Linked DNA regions of Mus musculus: region 1 is linked to region 2. A link is a contact called in public Hi-C data. All regions are on one chromosome and are shown on one strand. Each heading gives the region's core, a stretch centred on a gene start, on an enhancer-like site or on the middle of the called end of the contact. The rest is flanking DNA. Distances are from core to core; before and after follow the strand shown.

What was found. A called contact is a pair of places that touch in the nucleus more often than the background predicts.
Region 1: a contact with region 2 is called in a Hi-C map of the N1E-115 cell line, with 8 times the contacts expected there. The contact joins two enhancer-like sites. A contact is called at or near these places in 5 of 484 Hi-C or Micro-C datasets (the AML12 cell line, the HL-1 cell line, the N1E-115 cell line and 2 more) and 2 of 115 datasets of contacts at active chromatin or transcription factors (embryonic stem cells and pancreatic cancer cells).

What each region holds. Positions count from the first base shown.
Region 1 is chr17:4,945,039-4,947,801 of GRCm38.p6, forward strand. Gm41517 (a long non-coding RNA gene) reads right to left here. Exons shown (of 4, transcript XR_876352.2): 4 at 1-558. Among named protein-coding and RNA genes, the nearest start is that of Gm34625, 7.8 kb to the right of the region's middle. Within about 2 kb of position 1,478, at least 100 of the 459 cell types and tissues checked have an H3K27ac peak or open chromatin away from gene starts, as enhancers often do. A contact at or near this core is called in the N1E-115 cell line and uterus, where this site is marked.
Region 2 is chr17:4,777,050-4,779,838 of GRCm38.p6, forward strand. No RefSeq gene overlaps it. Among named protein-coding and RNA genes, the nearest start is that of Gm34371, 16 kb to the right of the region's middle. Within about 2 kb of position 1,317, at least 20 of the 459 cell types and tissues checked have an H3K27ac peak or open chromatin away from gene starts, as enhancers often do. A contact at or near this core is called in the N1E-115 cell line and uterus, where this site is marked.

The DNA.
Region 1 (2,763 bases), core at 228-2,727, 170 kb after region 2:
ATGCTCCTAACCGCTAACCTCTGGTCCCTGAAATACTTAAAGTATATATATTGCAGTTTTACTTTGCCCCAAACCCGTGATTTCCAAAAGAGAAAACTTAATTTCTATAAAATAGAAATGATTTCCAATGCAAATATTTTATTATGATCATTTCCAGTTGAAGGAAAATTAAGGCATGGTCTCCCCTCCCTCCAAAATACAATATCTTTAAATGTGAGAACTAAAGGAAGACATTTGCTCTGTAGAAGGCAGTATTGACCAGTTTATTCCGACACCAGACCCCAAGTGCTGAGAGAAGTCACCGCTTCCATGGAGCCTTGGGAAGGCTGATCGGCTCCGGCAGCTACACATTTGCACATGGTTAACCGGTTTCGTCAGTGAAATGGATTGAAACTTGCTTCAAAGTAGGAAAGGAAAACATTGGTGCACTCCACACTGGCCCTTGAGTATACTGTACCTTCAAATCATGCTGCCTCTTGCATTCCACAGAGCTGTGAAACACCCTTTAAACTGTCTGCATAAATCACTCTATCCTCTATGTAACAGGGTTTTCTCTTCCTGGACAAAAGAAAAAAAAAGAAAAAAAGGCCATCTGTCCCCAAAGGGCAACACTCCAGAATGAGGATCCCTGCCCAGACAGGACCTCATGCAGGTGTTACAAGGTCTCCATTCTGTCTGGAAGCCTGGATAGTTAACATGCCGCCTACCTGCCACAATCCTTTGGTTAAAAGCTGTCTCTTTAAAATCTGGGACTTTTTACCTCCTCAGCACAGCTAGCAATGGTTTCGGTGTGTAGAAGCACAGAATTATATGGAGCTAAGAAGATCGCCAAGAAGGCGAACACAGTAACCAAGACTGACATTAATTAGGACCAGGAAGCAAGCACGCGCCTCCTGGTAAACAGCCTTCTCCAGGAAAGTCTTCCGTGGGCTTCCTGCAACTCACACATTCCCCTTAGCTCTTCCAACACTGGTGACTTGTTGACAGGCACACATGCTAGGGAAGACCCATGCCACGTTCTGGAGTTTTGAATGTTTCCTTTGCAGAGAAACCACCAGGCCTGCGAGGGGCGGGCTCTGGCAGGAAAGGCCTTACAGCTTGTCACCTCTCCCCGCCTAGCCTGCTGCTCCTGCTGGAGGAGGTGCAGGGGACAAGCGAAACTGGTTCATGTGTCAGCTCCCCCAGGGATTTGGCAGCAGAGGGCCGGGCCCTAGCTGAGCACACAGGTACAGAAACAGCATCTGCAGCACACTTCCTTCCTCCTTACATGGTCACTGTGCGGGTCTGCATGCAAAGGGGGTTCATATTCTCTCTCTCTCTCTCTCTCTCTCTCTCTCTCTCTCTCTCTCTCTCTCTCTCTCCCTCTCTCTCTCTCCCTCCCTCCCTCCCTCCCTCCCTCCTCTCTCTCCCTCCCTCCTCTCCCTGCCATGCCCCGCCCCGTGTTTCTGTCTCTCTCAGTCTCTATCTTCTCTGTCTCTGCCACACACACATACACACACGCATACACACACACACACACACACACACACACACATATACACACACACACACCATGAAAAGTGCTTACTAGCAGCGTCTTGCATGAGTGCACAAGCCAGGCCATCACTCTGGAGAAGGAAAAGCAGCTCGGCCCCTGGAAACGTCTGGAAGCCTCTATCCCTGAGCTGGCTGGACCAGACAGCTCCTTCCTGAGAGCCTGCTTTTCCCTGCCTTTGAAAGAGCAGCATCTAACAGAGAAGCGCACTGAACTGTTTTCCAGTTTATCACAGGAATCTCGGGTCCAGACCTACAAGCCAAGGGAGGCACTCCGCCCCCGTGGAGCTCCTCCGTGCTCACAGCCAATAAGGGGGTGCTAGTCCATCTCTCTAAAGAGAGAAAAGAAAGGGCTTTGTGAGGGCCATGTTCCGCTCACACAGGTCACCACACAAGTTGCCTGGTTTGCTGTTCAGACCCCCAGATTCCAGAGTGAACCTGTAATAGCTGAGGTCCCCTTGACCCCTTGTTTTCTCTTCTACTGGTTCTCAAGAGCCATTTTCCAGCTTCCCCTTTCCTCTCCCTGGCCTTTCTGGAAAAGGTTTGTTTCTAGATTCCGAAGGAACAAAGGCCGATTAAAGGCCCAGGAACAGGGGGAATCCTCCATTAGAAAAAGACAAGGGCAGAGCTGGGGACTTCCGTGCTTGGCCTGCCCCCACCTAAGTTAATAAGCTACAAGAACCAGTTGCTTCCAGTCTGGGCAGCTTTCTAGTTCTGCAACTACAGAGCCTTTCTTCCTATCTTCCTTTCTTTCTTTCTCTCTTTCTTTCTTCCTTTCTTTCTTTCTTCCTTCCTTCTTCCTTTCCTTCCTTCTCTCTCTCTCTCTCTCTCTCTCTCTCTCTCTCTCTCTCTCTCTCTCTCTCTCTCTCTTTCTTTTTTATTACTTTAATTCCAGAGATCTTTGATACCCCTGAAGGCAAGTAGCATATCTCACTCATAAAGCTTTCAGATGGTTTTGAGTTCAAAGTTTTATTTATTTACTTTTAAAGGCCTCAATAAATTAGGGCAAAGGCAACTGGAACTCAGCCTCCTGCCTTACAGATCCTCTGAGCTTAAGGCTGGCCAAAAGATCTGCTCTTGAGAAACCAGGTGGAATGAGACCTGGGTGGAGGAAGCCAGGAGTTGTTTGTAGAATGTTCTCCTGTACGGCTCCAGCCTGAGCCCTTCTCCCTTGAGCAATTCTGCTAGTTTGACACCAGCTGAGATCTGGTCATCTGTCTGGTTTTTTTG
Region 2 (2,789 bases), core at 67-2,566:
AGCCTTTGCAGATCTCTGTGAGCATCTAGAGGAGTCTGATACAACCTATGACCCTCACACTCGAGTAGCCTTAGCCTCCTCCAGGTTCCTTAGGGCTTAAGCTGCTCTGTCCCAGGATAGATGTGGGGACAAGAATTTACATCCAGCACTAACACCAGGTGGTATGCTTCGCCTCACTAAGATTTGGGGGCTGTACTGGACCGTCATCAAGTCGCCAGCACTGGAACCTCACCTCCTCCTGGGACTATGAAATGGTGACAATGGCTGCCTCAAAACATAAAGTGTCCACAAGAAACTACTGAGGAACTTGAAAGCATGTGGGATACCTGTGACCCACACACACACACACACACACACACACACACACTCACACATACACACACACACACACTCACATACACACACTCTCTCTCACACACACTCACACACACACATACTCACACACTCTCACACACACACTCACACACACACTCACACACACACACTCTCTCACACACTCTCATACACACACTCACACACACTCACTCACACACACACTCACATACACTCTCACACACACTCACACACACACTCACACACACACATACACACTCTCACACGCACACTCACACACACACACTCACACACACACTCACACACACTCTCTCTCACACACACACATACACACACTCACACACACTCACACACTGAGGAGACCCTCATTACTTAAGCCACCGTGGCTGTGGCTGTGTGCAGTCCTATGTAAGTCCCTATGCTGGTTAGAGATCACACTTGTAGTATTTCCTGGAATTTTTTAAATGTCAAAGGACCTAAAAACCCATGTATTCCTGTTTTCTGGGCAAATTCCAACCCTCTAGAGTTGGTTTTTTGGTTTTTTTTTAATAGAATGGTGCTTATCAGAGGGAAAACATCTGCTCCAGTTTCTTCAATCTCTAATGTATCTAGTCTGCCTTTGTAAAATAGGTATATCGCTAATGACTGAATTCCTGCCAAGGGAATGAAATGATTGTTTCAATCACTTATTCCTCTCATCGGCTTTGCCCTCTGAGGAACAATATCACACAACATAAGTATAATGGATGGGCCACACGTTTTTTCGTTTGTTTTGTTTTGTTTTGTTTCTTCTTGGTATCTTCCTCACTGGCCACCATCAGAGAGAGAGCCGTCCAGAATGGATGCGTTGTTTCCAGGGCCTCCACCTGAAGCACCACGCTGTGGCTTGTGATTGTAAATCTCTTTTTGAGAACTGTCCTTCACCAAGGCCCCAAATGCCAACCCCTGGAGAAGCCTCAGTGGAGCGTGACCATGCCGGGATGCGGCCACCAGAGGGCGCCGCAGAGCAGCACGCCCCCTCCAAAGACTCCCAGCCGCGCCCTCCCAGCCCGGCTGTTTATTGTCAAGAAGGGTGTTTTTTCAAAATCCGCACACACAGAGATGGTTTTCCTTCCACGTTTTCCCCTCTTATTGGTGTTTTTTGTTGTTGTTGTTGTTGTTGTTTTTCTTTCTTTTTTAGCATTTAAGTGATAACCAAATAGGATCTGCTCCTGTTGTTTACACAAGTAAACAAAGATGGCAGTTAGAATAGAATTAGGGTTTTTGTTTTTTGGGTTTTTTTTTAAGTGGAACCTGGGTGTTTAAGTGCTATGAGGAGGAGGTTAGCGGCCGAATGGGAGAAACCCTATACATTATGTTAACAGGAAAGAGTTCGAGGACCAGCCAAAGGTAGGCCTCTGGATCCGACTGAGCCCTACCTAGTACCTGCCAAGCCAGAAGACACCAACCAGGTCCAACAGACATACAACTTAGCTCCTACTGTCCTTTGGTCTCTCTCCCTCTGAAAAATAGCAAAGGAGTTTAGAATCCCATATTACAACCTATTTATACCATATCTTTCAGGGGGGGGTGCATCTTACAGTGGATGTAGCATAATATGCCTCATTTTAACCCCAGTGGTGTTAAGTCTGTGCAACCATTAACCACCACCCATCTCCAGAACTTCACTCTCATCTCACGCTGAAACCGGGAAGCCAGAAAATGCTCCCGGTGACCTCCGTCTCCCTCTGTCCCAGCATGTCTACCCTAACCTCCCAGAAGTACAACAGTACCGTACCTGCCCCTTTGGTGAGTGACGTCATCATTTATTAAAGCTGTTTTTCAAGGTGCAGTCACGCTGTAGCAAGATGTCAGAACTTCATTCCTTCCGTGGGTGAGTACTCTTCTAGCACATTCTTTCTGGTAGCCAGAAGAATGCAGAAAGCAAATCGGAGAGGCCGCCCTGGCCCTTGCCTTTCAGTTGAAGAGTCTAGGCTTTCCCACACAACACAGGGCAAGGAGTCACAGTCAGATCTTCCTGTTCACAGCCACAGCCCCCTCCCCTGCCTTGTGTGGGGTCCTTGGCTAACACTCCTTCAAACACTGACATAGACAGGTGCACCTTTCTCGGCAGAACATCTAATCCACCCCTCCCGGCCAAGCACCTTGTGATCCCCAAACCTGAGACTCAAACTAGGGCATAAACCAAACCTGGAAGAGCCAGCTAGGGTGTGTGCGACTTGGAGAACTATACAGACCCTTTCCAAGGTTCTTACATAGACCAGACAAGCCAACATCCTTTGGTCTCTATATCTCACTTTGCCCAGGGGTTCTAATTGGACCACAGGACTCAAGCCTGGGCACTCAAAGAAAAATACCATGGCTGTATTTCCTTCAAAGTTCTCTGCAATGGATATTCACAGAGGACCATGGTTTCTAACAAAGGTCAGCTGGAAGGACTTGGGGTTCGCTCATGG